Regions from separate parts of the Mus musculus genome. Here regions 2, 3 and 4 are each linked to region 1. A link is a contact called in public Hi-C and HiChIP or PLAC-seq data. All regions are on one chromosome and are shown on one strand. Each heading gives the region's core, a stretch centred on a gene start, on an enhancer-like site or on the middle of the called end of the contact. The rest is flanking DNA. Distances are from core to core; before and after follow the strand shown. Region 1 holds the start of Carmil1 (capping protein regulator and myosin 1 linker 1). Region 2 overlaps Carmil1 (capping protein regulator and myosin 1 linker 1). Region 3 overlaps Carmil1 (capping protein regulator and myosin 1 linker 1). Region 4 overlaps Carmil1 (capping protein regulator and myosin 1 linker 1).

Region 1 (3,150 bases), core at 345-2,844:
TACATGATTTTCTAGAAATCTGCCACCCTTGGAGGCATCTTTGGAGCCTCCAGCGTTAGTTTCGTGTTCAGGCAGGGTGTTGGAAACACCCAGAACCGGATGGGCCACTCGATAATGTCTCAGAAAGAGTCTCGAAATTGAGGAGACAAAGTAGGGGGTGTGCACAAATACCTTACTTCGTGTGTGTGTGTGTGTGTGTGTGTGTGTGTGTTGGCATGTTTTCAGTTCAACAAAGGCAGAGTTCCATACAAAACGGGCAACAGCTTCTTCCCGCCAAGTTTTACCTGCAGAGTGAGCAGCTTTGCGGGGGCACACCATGCCCTCTCAAGTATCAATGCTGGGTGGACAGCAGAGGGGCAAATTCCAGACTATGGTGAATCGGTGAGAACGTTCCCTCCTTGTCAGCGCCCAGGGAATCCAGGGAACATCAAGTGTGTGCCCAGTATTCCTCAGGGAATACCAGTCACTGGAGCTCAAAGTACGTCCATAAAGTCATATTCACCTTAGTGCAAGTCAACGCACTCCACACGAGCATAAGCGCTGGTTTCCAGCGCTCCTAGCCCATTTGTCTTCTGCCATTTAACCTTTCCAGATAAAGCTAAGCTCCAGGACTTAAATTCCAAGCAATGCTCTCTCTGCCCTCTGCTCCAAAAGAAGACACCCCCTCCCCCAATAAGGGCCTCAAGCAAACCAGTCACCTGGCACAGGGTAACACACGTGTTCCCAAAGAGACTGAAGGTGGTCGGCAGGTTAATCATTATTAAAATGAGGCGTTTATCATTAACCCTCCATTTCCTGGACTGAGAAGGCATCGGCCGGGTAACCCTCTAGCTTCCAACTCAATCCTCAAAGCCACGCCTTGTCAGGCTGGGTCCTGACGCTGGACGGGCGCCTCCATCCCTGAGGCCGTCAGTAAGAGGGGCAGCCCCAAACGGGAATTTCCTGGAGGGTGCCTGACATGAGCCCGAGGGAACCTACAGTCGCCAGGCATCCTCCTTGCTAGGCTTTACCAGACTTTCCAGAGTTTGGGACCAGGGAGTTGGCCACTGGAAGGGACGCCCCTCCAGCTCCATCTTCCGCCAACCTGACTCACCTGGTGGGGCTGAGCAGGGAGATCTGCGTGGAGTCCCCCAGGGCTCCAGATTCCTCTCCACTCCTTCTTCTCTCTCTGCACCCAGTTCCTGCGGCCATCGGGCCAGCAAACTTCTAGCCTCTCCCCCCACCCCGCCCCCTCCCCCGGCGACCCTGCCCCACGCCACTTGCGCAGGAGAGCGCGGAGACTGCGAGAGGACGGAGATGGGAAGGGAGGCGGAAAGGAGGTGTGCGCAGAGAAAGATGGCCAGTCGGCCCCCGCGCCAAGCTTACCCATTAACTCCCGGGGGACATCGGAGCTCTCGTCGGTCATGGTTGCCCCACTGGGCGCGGGGAGATCCCGGGTCCCACTCTCTGACTCTCGGCCCCGCGCCCTTCTTCAGACCCTTTAATGTTTCCGCGAGGAAGCCGCAGCTTGCAAGGAAAGAGTGGGCCGGCCGGAGCAGCGGGGCGTTGATCCAAGGTTGCCGCGCGCCCGCAGTACCAAAAAAAAAAAAAAAAAAAAAAAAAAAAAATCCTAAGAGTTGAAAATCCGAGCTGGCTCTGCGGCCGTCGCTACATGCCTCCCTCTCGGCTCGCTGCTTCAGGGGCCGAACGCAAGGCGGCTGCAACACCGGCTTCTTCCCGGGCGGGCGCCGCGCAGCCCGGCCTCTGCGCCGCACCTTGGGCGTAGGTGAAGCGGAAGGCGAGGGTTGGGCCGCCTGGCTGGTCTCGGCCTCCTGCGGGCTGGGCTGGGCAGGGGCGGGCCGGCTCTGCTCTCCTCCTTCCCCTTCTCCCGCTCCTCCTCCTCTCCTTCACCCTCTCCTGCTCCTCCTCCTGGTCCCCCTGCGTCTCCTCCCCGCCTCGCGAGAGCGGCCTCCGCACGGGTCCCCGGCCGGCCTCCGGGCCTGGGCGCACGGTGCCCGGCGCGGGGCACAGCCCGGGGACCGACGCGGTGCTTGGCTGCGGTGGCTGCTGCCTTGACTGCTGCGGCGGCGCCGGGCTCGGCGCCCCTCCTCGCAGCCTCGCTTCGGTGCAGCAGACGCTTGCGTCTGGAGAGGGATAGACCGTGCAGTTGAGAGAGCCCGAGAGCCATCTGCTGGCTGCCAGCGTGGAGGGCCCGGGCTGCGCGAGGGTTTATCCCCCAAATCCAGGCAGGCCAATGGACCCTGAGGCTCAGAGCTGCAGAGCCCCCAGCGCGGAAGCTAGTGCTTTCTGAGATCCTTTCGTGCACTTCTGGATCTCGGGCCCCGCTGAGCCTTGTGTCTTCGCACCCTCATTGTTAATTCCCCATCTATGTTGATTAAGAGCTACATGCAATCAATAGACAACCGTAAGATGGCAAGACAGGGGCCCCTTTGGAAAATGCCTTTTAATGGCGACCCAGTCTCCTTAAGCTTGGGGCAAATCGGAGGACCAGACATGGTTGCCAAAAGCTGGAATATTCCTGCTGCTAAATCTGATTCAATTTTACCCAACCCATCCAACCTTCCCAGAGGAAAGATCTCAGGTTCTGGAGTACTTATGTGCACTTCCATCACCCAAAGAGAATGTCCCTGACTGACCAATCAGGTTCCTGCTTTAAAGGGTTGAAAAGAGGGAGAGGGGAAAAGAGGGGGAAACACTGGCCTCTGGCAGCTTAGGTTCTGTTATTGTAGTTGTATTGGTTGGTGGATGGGTGGGTGGGTTAGTTTTTGAGACAGGGTCTCAATATGTAACCCAGGTTGGCCTGGAACTTGCTAACTAGACCAAGCTTGTCATGTCTACAAAGCAAAGATCTGTCTCCCTCTGCCTTTCAGAGTGCCGGTGTCACAGGGAAACATCTGACTGTTAAGTCTACTATTGGTGGTTTGATTTTTTTTTTCCTTTTTTTTTTTTTTTTTTTTTTAAGTGTCTCACTGGTAGGCTAGGCCACAGTTCTCCTGCCTCGGCCTCCAGGTGCCAGGATCCTGGCATGTGCTATTAGGCTGAGTTGGTAGTCTGGTTTTGAAGACTGCTATGGACCTTGCTTTTCTAAGAACAATGTTTAGTTTCCTCTAGAGTACTGCTGGTTGAGCTCTTTCCTTGGGAAGACTGTAA
Region 2 (3,150 bases), core at 405-2,904, 210 kb before region 1:
CAAGTTTTTAAAGACTTTGGTGACCCTAAACAATGAAGTTCCTTCCGGCTGTCAGGAGATGAGAGTACAGCTTCTTTAGCCTGATGAGCCAGAAATGTGTTTTCTATACAAACCCAATCTGGTACAGGTTGCATGTTGATAACAGACAATAGAGAAGAATTTAGAAAACAAAAAACATGTACTTAAACAAATATTGTGGTCCTGTGGAATTGTTCTGGAAACTTCTTAGTAGCCCTCTTCTGGTTTCTTAACTAATGAATATTCAGACTGGTAATGTGTTACTGGGCCAGCAGGGTCCCTAGGCAACATTTGCAGTACTGTTGCTATAGATAAAATTGTCTTTTGGATTTTAAAGGAGAGTCTTAGCCGGGCATTGCAGCACACACATCCTGGAGGGGGAGGCAGGAGAATGAGTAGTTCAGGATCATCCCTGGCTATGTCTAGAATTGAGACTAATGTGGGCTGTCTGTCTGTCTGTCTGTCTATCTATCTATAGCTAACATAAACATAAGAGATTATCTATTCTGAGGAAGGAGTAGTGGGTAACATGTGTAATAACAGAACATAGGCGGCTGAGGCAGGAGGATTGCCTCAAGGTCAGTCTGAGCTAAAATTAAGACCAGTCTTAAAACCCCAAACTCATTCTGAAATAATCCTATCAAAGCAATATTATGAGCATATGTACAGTATATAACTAAAAATGTTTGTTTTAGACCCAAACCTTTGACCTTCATTAAAACTGGACAAGATTTCTAGAAATGCTCACTTCTGGTCATTCAAATCTACTGCATCCCAGGATGCCTAGAAGCAGGAGAAGAGGGAGGAGGAGTGATAGGCTCTCCGCCTATCAATCATGCTGAGAGAAGACAGAAAAGAAATCACACCCCTTCCCCGAACCCAAAAGACAAAGTTTCGTTCCTCGCTCTGCTCCGGCACTCACCAGCTTCCGATGGCTGCTGGAGAGAGAATCCAGGATCTCATCGACGATCCGGTCAGACAAGAACGAGGCCACTGTCAGCTTCACCTCACTGTGACAGCAAAGAGCAGGGAAGCTTTTTAACTTGTATTGGGGGTTTAGTAAGAATGGGGGTGGGGCTGGGGGAGGGGGCACCTGTGAGGCTGTGCCGATCGGCCAACTGGGATTCCATTCCTATCTTTGAAAATGGAATGGAAAGACTATGAGGATAGGACTAAGGATTCCTCCAAAGTAACTCTTAAACACAGTAAAACACACAAGGATCAGGCGCCCATTGTCAATGTCAACCTGTCTTCTTGAATTTGCAGCTTGAAAGATTTAGCGGCAGAAATGGAAAACACCTGGACGAAGAGACACTCAATAGGAACCACAAGGACCATGCGGCACATTGCATCTACTAACAGACATGAGCTGGCCTGCACTGCAGAGAATTCAGAAAGTCTAGTCTGGGCTATTAAGCCTCAGTTATCCCTTCAACGTGCACACACGGCACATAAAATGCTCACCCATGGAACCGTGACTCTCTTTCTGCCTTGACTCACTACCGCGCTTGGCAACGTTAAAAACGCACTGTAACAGAGGCTATTAAAATTTTTAGTTTGATGCCTCTTAATCTGAGCCCAGTTGATTCCCCAGCAACAGAGGGGGCTTAGCGGATTTAAGTGACAGGCTCAGTCACCAGACTCCTTCCAGATGGCTCCTGTGCTGGTTAACATTCCAGCAATTCACAGGGCTCCACAGTCCACAAGCTTTAGGGCTGAATCAACCAATTTAAAGTGCAGGCCTTCGCGTGTCCAAGATCTCCAGGAAAGTGTTAGGAAGCCAGTCACGTGTACCTCAGTCTAGAACTGTCTTTGGAGCTTAGCCTGCTTTTGAAGTCAATAATTTTTTTTTTTTTAAGTTTTCAGAACAGGCAAATGAGCTGTTAAAACAAAATTGCCTAACCCTAAAAAGCCAAGGTTGAATGTGTATTTGTGCAACGGGAAGATCCGTGTAAACCAAGTGTGACCGTTGGTACTGAGACGTCCCTACTCGGGATGGTTACTGCTAGGGGTGCAGAAGGAGAGGCTAACACTGATGCATGTGTAAATCTGCCCAGTCCACTCTGTGTTCTCAAAACAAGGTCTCATATTTAATTACCTAATACTTTAAGCTGGAGGTGACGGTTCACAGTCAGAATCCCTAGACTCAGTAGGCTGAGGCAGGAGGATTGACATGAGTCTAAGGTTGGCCTAAACTATAGACAGACCCTGCCTAAAAAGGAGGAGGAGGAGGAGGAGGAGAATGACATGACATTTAATTAAACACATCAGAGGTATCCAGGTGAGATTCATACCAAAAACATGGGCCAATGTCCTACCTGGACTTCCAGAGGACACAGGAATTTGATGGTAAAAGCATTTCCTGATTCTCATTTACCATGCCTGAGATTATGTCTCTTTCTTCTCATTTACCATGCCTGAGATTATGTCTCTTTCTAACCCTCTAGGCTCAGCACTTCACACTTATCTTTCTCCTTCTCTCTGGAGATGGGGAGGGGTGGTCTATGGACTCCATGGTGTAGTGCCAAAGTGAAAACTTTAAAAAGCCACTACTGTTTGATGTCTCTGATGTCTTCTAGCATGTTGTTGCTCATCTGAATATTTTTTTTATCAATATTCACAAGTAGGTAAAAGGGGAATCTTAAAATGTTTTGGAACTTGGTGTTCGGCCATCTCAATCCCCAAATAAGAAGGGTAATGAGAAGAGGCATAAGAGAGAGAGGAACTGAGTACAATGGAGCACTGATGACATGAGGTCTGGGAAAATCCAAGCAAGTTTGTAATTACATCTTCTGAACACTGAGATCTTGGCATACTCCTCAAGAAATTCCAAAAAGATATCTAAAGACTGCAAAACCTGGAATAAAAATATGGCAATAGAATGGGAACTCACTCTAGAGGTCTGAGGCAGGAGGACTGCTGTAAGCTTCAGGCTAGTCTGGGCTACAGTTTCCGTATAGCCTAGGCTATAGATTGAAGACTCTTTATCAAAACAAGCAAACCAAACCAAACCAAACCAAACAAATATAACCCAGACACCAAAAACAACAAAACTGTCAGGGAGGTAGGGGGAGGAGGGAGAGGGAGGAGGAGACATGCTCAGACTTTAAGCCAGTGACTTAGAAAGTAGCC
Region 3 (3,150 bases), core at 266-2,765, 190 kb before region 1:
ATTCTGATCACTCTGAGGAACAGATAACAATGGGGCAAAGCACTGGTGGTTCTCAAGAAGAGTTGTGTGTACAAAAAGTCCAGGGTATGACTGAAAAACAGAAATGGGTCCCCTGGGGAACCAGCCTTTGAAAAGCAGTCTTCTTGTGCCCTTGTGTTTCAAGTCTTTATTACAGAGGTGTGGAGTGGAAGAAAGGCCTCAGACCTACAACAACATATGGTCCTGTTCCAAATAAGAACATGAACCACTAACTATATAGCCCAGGGATATCATGGACAGTTTCTTTGTGTAAGTACCTCTGTGATGCCTGCATAGCTATATCACCTGAGGATGCAACTCTTAAAACATGGCCTGTCACTAAAAGACATGGATTGTCTAGGTCTGCTCCCACAGCATGGCCTGCAAAGATCCCTGCTTCTTATTGACATTATCTCCCTGGTTAGGTGTCAAGACTACATTGAGAAAGAAACCACAACAATCTGTCAGGGTTTTACATCACAGAGGACTTGTAAAGTCAAACATCAGTGGAAATACTATGTGTTTCAAGAGTCCCAACCAAGTACTCTGGTAAAAATTTCTTCCCAGCGGGTATCCTGGGAGACCCAGACTACCCTAGAAGGAGCAGCAAACCCTCAGGGTCAGGACACTGGTGCCTACCTGAGTTTGGTGTTGATCTGGAGAGCCTTGGCCAGCATCTTCGCTCCCATGTCCCCCATGCCATTCCCACTGATGTCCACTTTGGTCAGGGAGGTGTTGCTGCCCAGGGCATTGATGATGATGGTGACCTCAGCCTTGAGTTTTGAGTCAGCCAGGGACAACGACTGCAGAGGCTGGGGGTGGGGCACACAGCACTGAATGGCTTCATCAAAGCAATGACCACTTTCCCAACTCTCCACAGAGAACTGAGAATAGGACTCATTGAACTGTCTGCTTTGGGAATTGCTGTCTAAAGCCATGGGTAGGGGTGAGGTTGGAACCGGAAGGTTCTGACATTAAATAGACTTCCAGAATGAATTGATGAATATCTGTTGCTTCTATGGCAAGCCACAGGTCACAGAAGTGTCCCACTTGAGGCATTATTCCTTTCTACCCAATTTATTTTTCTATACGTGAAAAATAACTCTAAAAGACAGGGCCCGAATACAAAATGAAACATACCCAAGATGAATAATGTTCAGCCGATGAATATTTCCTAAGCATTTACTATACCCAACCACTGCTTCCTCTTTTCATGTGTGGTTTAATTAACCCTCTCAGACACCATTATGTACTGAGGCATGATTGTCATCCTTAGTCACCAGAAACAGAAGGGTTAAGCAACTCAACCAAACCCACAGTTAGAAGATGACGGGCATGTGGTGTGTGTGTATGTGTGTGTATGTGTGTGTGTGTGTGTGTGTGTGTGTGTGTACAAGTTTATAATCCTAGCTCTTGGGAAGTAGGGGCAGAAGGATAAGAAGTTCAAGGCTAGTCCCATAAAATATTCAAAGCCAGCATGGGGTGCATGGTATTCTATCTTACCAAAAAGCAATACAGCCAAACAAAACAAAGTCATAGCATTAGTCCAGAGATGAATCAGAGTCAGCTTGTGGGAGCAAGTTTTGGAGTGTGTGCTCTCAACAAAGATGTAACACTACCCCCAAGGAGCTTATTTTAGAACATTTTTGGTCATTATCCTTTAACTGTGTCTTAAGTTTCCATCAGAAGATATTCCTGTGATTCAAGAAACAAAAAGTCAAATCTGTACGATCATACACCGTATGTGAATCTACACCAACTAGAGACTGAAAGCCACTCAGGCTGGATACAGGTTTGGTCTGGCCTTCAGGGTACATGACCAAACACCAAATAGACTTTCCTCCAGTGCCCAAATCCTTCTAATTGCTCTACTGTCCCCCCTAGTCCGGTGGGCATCTGCGTTTGCAAGACTCAGTGCAGGCAGGGGTAAATCCCAAGACATACACCAACAAGGCATGAAAGGTCCCAGTTCAGACCTGCGGAATGACATCTGTTATGTGAAGTGTTCTCCTCTGGCCTCATTCCCTTAAGCAGCACTGGTATCCCAGGCAGGTAAATGGCTAGAAGCTGAGTGATTTCCATGACAACAAGCAAATACAACGTAAGATCTACCTGTGCCTGCTCCACCAGGTTGTACTGATCATGCACCTATGTGTATGAAAGAGAGAGGTCTCTATCTATGATGTACAAGGTCAGGGTGAAGAGGACGGAGTTCAAATCTAGACATCAGTCAGGCATGGCAGCTCATACCTGAAATCTGAGCACCTGGGAGATAGAGGCAGGGGGATAAATTGTGGCCAGACTATACTGTATGAGGCCTTGTTTCAAAAGGAAGAAAGAGGAAGAAGATAAAAAATAAAACACTCAAATATCAACAGAGAACTATCATGTGACTCAGTTAGAAGAGTGACTATACCACCATTCTTGACATTCTCGGGCCATGTGGCTGACCAGACTTAGCCCAGGATAATCAGAAGGGAACAGCACACCAGTCAGAGTCAGACCCAAGCAAGAAAGAGACTGCTGCTGGTGGTTAAGGCGATGGCATCTCAGCCAGAAAGCTAAGTAAACAGTGTTCTTACTATTCTACATTCAGATAAATGGAAAACAATGGAAAACGTTCAGACTCAGGTAATCTAATGTTATAAAAAACAAAACAAAACAAAACAAAACAAAACAAAACAAAACATGCAACACCACCTCGTGGAAAGCAGTAGTCATGTCTCACCATTTTTACACTCTCTCTTCCACTACTACCAAAATGATCTACCATGGCTTCTCTGTCATACTGGGAAATGGCCAGATCTTTAAGCTACTCTTCTATCACTACATTCAAATTCTAGTACACAAATTAACACTTAAGAATAATGAGAATGGGGCAGTGTGTGTGTGTTTGAATTGCATACATATTTATGAGGTCAGTTTTTCCTAATTCATTACATTTTTATACGGCCTTACCACATGAGTGCTTAATGCTTAATCTAGACTCAGTCTCCGGGTTGTTAGTCATCCTGGGGGGAACCCCATCCTGTTCTGTGGATTGCAACAGGGCTTTCTATGCAATCCTTCAAAACAGTCTCTGTCGTGTTGGCTGCTCATTGCCACCATCTCAGGAGTCTGGATGTAGTCCCT
Region 4 (3,150 bases), core at 234-2,733, 150 kb before region 1:
CTATAAACTTCACCACGACTTTCAAGAACAACTTTTAAAAGCAAATAGGAGAATGACATCAAATTCAAACTCCATTTAAGGAAGATACTTATCGCTTATGACCAGTCTTACACTAGCTGCTGTGTATCTAAGGGCTAGGAGGATGCTGCTATAGAGCGGGTATGACAGGCTGTGGGTACTGCAGGAATAGGGTATAACTAACTATGCTTAGTTATATCATAAGCAGAGTACAGTAAATTAAACGAAAGGGTTGCAGGGGCTCCAAGGTGAGAACCTAAAAGACGAAACACTACCGAGGGGACAAGTTGTCTATGAGTAGGTGAAGGAAACAGGTCAGGAGAGGAAGGGCCTGGGACTCATCCTCCACCTGCCAATCCCACAACACTGACTTACGGTCTTCTAGGTGTGTCTCCCCTCTGAGGTTTAAACATACTGCTGCTGGGACAAATGTGCCACATTCAACTTACCCATTGATGAGTCCTAGGCTGTTCCACACTGCTGCTGTGCATATCTGTATGTGTGTGTGTGTGTCTGAGTGTGTGAGAAAATGTGTATGTGTGTGTCTGTGTGTCTGTGAGTGTGTGAGAAAGTGTGTGTGTGTATATATGTGTGTATGTGTCTGTGAGTGTGTGAGAAAGTGTGTGTGTGTGTGTATGTATATATGTGTCTGTGAGTGTGTGAGAAAGTGTGTCTGTCTGTATGTGTGTGTGTCTGTGAGTGTGTGAGAAAGTGTGTGTGTGTGTATGTGTGTGTGTATGTGTGTGTTTGTGTATGTGTCCCTGTCTGTGTGTATGTGAGAGAGTGTGTGTGTGTGTGTGTGTGTGTGTGTGTGTGTGATCTATTATGCCTGTAAACCTGTGCTTATAGCAGAGCCTTTGTGCAGATTGTCTCATTGCTTATGAGTGATAGCCAAGAGTAGAATTGCTAGGATATTTGGAACATTTGTGTTTAACCTTCTAAAAAGCTTTCACTCAGTCGGGCATGGTGGCTTACGACGTTAGTCCCACCACCCAGGAGGCAGAGGCAGGTGGAGTTTGAGGCCAGCCTGGTCTACAAAGTGAGTTCTAGGACAGACAGGACTGCCCTGTCTTGAAACCATGTCTTGAAAAAGAAAAACAAAACAACCAACCACCCCTGTCTCTCTAGGTTCCCAATGGCTGCATCCCTCTCCAATCCCACCAGCAATGGAAACATTTTCCTTTCCTCACACCCTCAAAGACGTTTACTTTTATCACAGCCAGATGACTAGCTATGTGATAGTACCTCATTGTGCTTTTAATTTACATTTCCCTAATGATTAACAGTGCCCTGCTAGCCTGTCTTCTGAAGGTCACCTCCTTGGGGACCCTGTACTGACTCAGCCCTGTCAGCCGCTAAATACAGCCAGATCCCCGCCTCTTACAAACAAACCTGATACAGCTGCCCTGACCATAGGAGGTGCTGTGTCCAGATTCCACTTTGCCTCATTCCCACTCTGCCACTTCTAACAGAGCGGGCAGAGAGAACGGCTGTTTTCCCTACAGAAATGACAACGCCCCCGTGAACTCCACACTCCAGCCCTGTGTCTTTATTTTCAGTCTGGGCTCGTTCTTAGGCTGCTTGCCACAAGACCTAGTTTTGGTTTCAGCCTCCACCTTCCTTCACACTCCCTGCTCAAGATGACGGAAGTTACCCCATTCCGTGTGAATGCTACAAGGGAATCATTTTACACACAAGGCAGCATCCCTGTCAGAAAGTAAAAAAGCCACGCTGCCTCCGTGCCCTCAGCTCAGTTGAATAATTAATCCTCATCAAATACCTAACATTGAAAGATGAAAGGCCCTATTCAGCAAGCCTGGGAAACATTTCCAACAGCAAATGAAAACAAATGTTCCCTCCAGAGGCAGAGTGACTCCTACGCCGACCTCATCTATCAATGTTGAGACGAAGATGGAGAATTCACCCAGGAGCTTCCCTTCCTGTGTCAACGGCAGGCGCTGCCTTTGCTACCTACGAACACCTGCCTTTGATTTTCATTTTTGTTTTGTAGGGGTGGGGATTGTTCCCGGGGCTTCACACATGCTAGGCAAGCACTCTGTCGTACCCCAGCCCCAGATGCAAACATGCATGACAGATCATTCTCCTTATAAACCGGGTCCTTCAACCTCACTGTAAGCACGCATTCAAATCTTACAAAGTGCTCAAAGGCATGTGTGGTGGGATCTAAACTGGACTCCTCGTGAATACTTCCTACAGAGCCAGACGGAGGGGTTCACCACACGATTATTAAATTAATGATCTCTAAGTTCATCTGCAAAGAGTCCATAGGCTGGGAACGGCACTCAGCAGTTCAGCATGCACTTAGCATGCACAGGCTCTATGGTCAATATCTACAAGGGAGGTAGGGATTTGTATCAAGGCACATGCCTGGATTCTCAGAATCTTTGAGGCAGACGTACAAAAATAGAAATCTGAGACCAGGCTAGGCTACAAAACAAAACTCTTGTTTAAAAAAAGGGGGTGGGGGGGGCAGATGGGTATGTGTTAAATGGGTCACCCTCTCATAGAGGTATAGGAAAAAATCTAAGGCTTCTGAGACAAGCTCTAGCTGGCTCTGCATCACAAAGGGCCATGAGAGGTGGAAGGTGCAAACCGAGGGGCCTGACAGATCTGGTGGTGGTCTCCACCAACCCTGTGCAAAAGCACAGGGATCCTGAGTCCCACAGCTCGAAGGAAGTTAGTTACTGCTGACAGCGAGGGCGAGGAGGGCTTAGGGTGAGTGTGGGTATAAAACTCCACCTGGGTGAGGGACAATTCCTGGTAGATGTGGGGAGGACTCTGGGTGGGTGCAGAGAAGGTCCCAGGTGCATGTGGGGAGGACTCTCAGTGTTTGAGTGCAGGGCAGTGTGGGGAGGACTCCAGGTAGGTGTAGAAGACTCTGGGTAGGTGTGGCAAGGGCTCCAGGTGACTTAACTGAGGTTAGCATTACTCCCCAGCCCTGCGTAGACTAGGACTCTAGTGGTCCTACACCTCTGGCATCCCTGGCGTTACAAGTGATGGAGTACCTCGATCCTCCAGCGAGTTCCCAGCAAGGTTGATTGTGTGAAGTCCTGAGTTAGGATTGTGTGCTAGAGCACCGGCCAATTTCTGTGCAAAATCTCTGCAAGTAAA

The links. A called contact is a pair of places that touch in the nucleus more often than the background predicts. HiChIP or PLAC-seq counts read pairs in DNA pulled down with a chosen protein or histone mark.
Region 2: a contact with region 1 is called in an H3K4me3 HiChIP or PLAC-seq map of embryonic limb bud, with 4 times the contacts expected there. The contact joins the enhancer-like site here to the promoter of Carmil1 in region 1. A contact is called at or near these places in 10 of 39 promoter capture datasets (the C10 cell line, the HPC-7 cell line, cranial neural crest and 6 more), 3 of 484 Hi-C or Micro-C datasets (bone marrow-derived macrophages, embryonic fibroblasts and nephron progenitors), 14 of 115 datasets of contacts at active chromatin or transcription factors (SST interneurons, bone marrow-derived macrophages, craniofacial prominence and 9 more) and 3 of 9 other capture datasets (adipose tissue, embryonic stem cells and liver).
Region 3: a contact with region 1 is called in an H3K4me3 HiChIP or PLAC-seq map of bone marrow-derived macrophages, with 5 times the contacts expected there. The contact joins the enhancer-like site here to the promoter of Carmil1 in region 1. A contact is called at or near these places in 20 of 39 promoter capture datasets (the 3T3-L1 cell line, 3T3-L1-derived adipocytes, the C10 cell line and 14 more), 2 of 15 datasets of contacts at CTCF or cohesin (both in the NIH/3T3 cell line), 27 of 484 Hi-C or Micro-C datasets (the AML12 cell line, the AtT-20 cell line, the C2C12 cell line and 18 more), 19 of 115 datasets of contacts at active chromatin or transcription factors (the NIH/3T3 cell line, bone marrow-derived macrophages, craniofacial prominence and 13 more) and 4 of 9 other capture datasets (adipose tissue, embryonic stem cells, liver and 1 more).
Region 4: a Hi-C map of uterus shows a contact between it and region 1, with 2.1 times the contacts expected there. The contact joins the enhancer-like site here to the promoter of Carmil1 in region 1. A contact is called at or near these places in 11 of 39 promoter capture datasets (the HPC-7 cell line, HPC-7-derived erythroid cells, cranial neural crest and 7 more), 1 of 15 datasets of contacts at CTCF or cohesin (CD8 T cells), 7 of 484 Hi-C or Micro-C datasets (the HL-1 cell line, Th1 cells, cochlea and 3 more), 11 of 115 datasets of contacts at active chromatin or transcription factors (SST interneurons, differentiating embryonic stem cells, embryonic hindbrain and 7 more) and 2 of 9 other capture datasets (adipose tissue and liver).

Annotation. Positions count from the first base shown.
Region 1 is chr13:24,279,196-24,282,345 of GRCm38.p6, forward strand. It overlaps Carmil1 (capping protein regulator and myosin 1 linker 1), which reads right to left and starts at 1,595. Exons shown (of 38, transcript NM_026825.3): 1 at 1,366-1,595. The coding sequence starts at 1,405.
Region 2 is chr13:24,066,192-24,069,341 of GRCm38.p6, forward strand. Carmil1 (capping protein regulator and myosin 1 linker 1) reads right to left here. Exons shown (of 38, transcript NM_026825.3): 29 at 941-1,028. Among named protein-coding and RNA genes, the nearest start is that of Scgn, 77 kb to the left of the region's middle. Within about 2 kb of position 1,655, at least 8 of the 459 cell types and tissues checked have an H3K27ac peak or open chromatin away from gene starts, as enhancers often do. A contact at or near this core is called in craniofacial prominence and embryonic limb bud, where this site is marked.
Region 3 is chr13:24,093,741-24,096,890 of GRCm38.p6, forward strand. Carmil1 (capping protein regulator and myosin 1 linker 1) reads right to left here. Exons shown (of 38, transcript NM_026825.3): 22 at 658-830. Among named protein-coding and RNA genes, the nearest start is that of Gm33573, 85 kb to the right of the region's middle. Within about 2 kb of position 1,516, at least 67 of the 459 cell types and tissues checked have an H3K27ac peak or open chromatin away from gene starts, as enhancers often do. A contact at or near this core is called in the C2C12 cell line, the CH12 cell line, the G1E-ER4 cell line and 5 more, where this site is marked.
Region 4 is chr13:24,134,093-24,137,242 of GRCm38.p6, forward strand. It overlaps Carmil1 (capping protein regulator and myosin 1 linker 1), which reads right to left. Exons shown (of 38, transcript NM_026825.3): 11 at 3,045-3,139. Among named protein-coding and RNA genes, the nearest start is that of Gm33573, 44 kb to the right of the region's middle. Within about 2 kb of position 1,484, at least 66 of the 459 cell types and tissues checked have an H3K27ac peak or open chromatin away from gene starts, as enhancers often do. A contact at or near this core is called in cochlea, cortical glia, forebrain and 1 more, where this site is marked.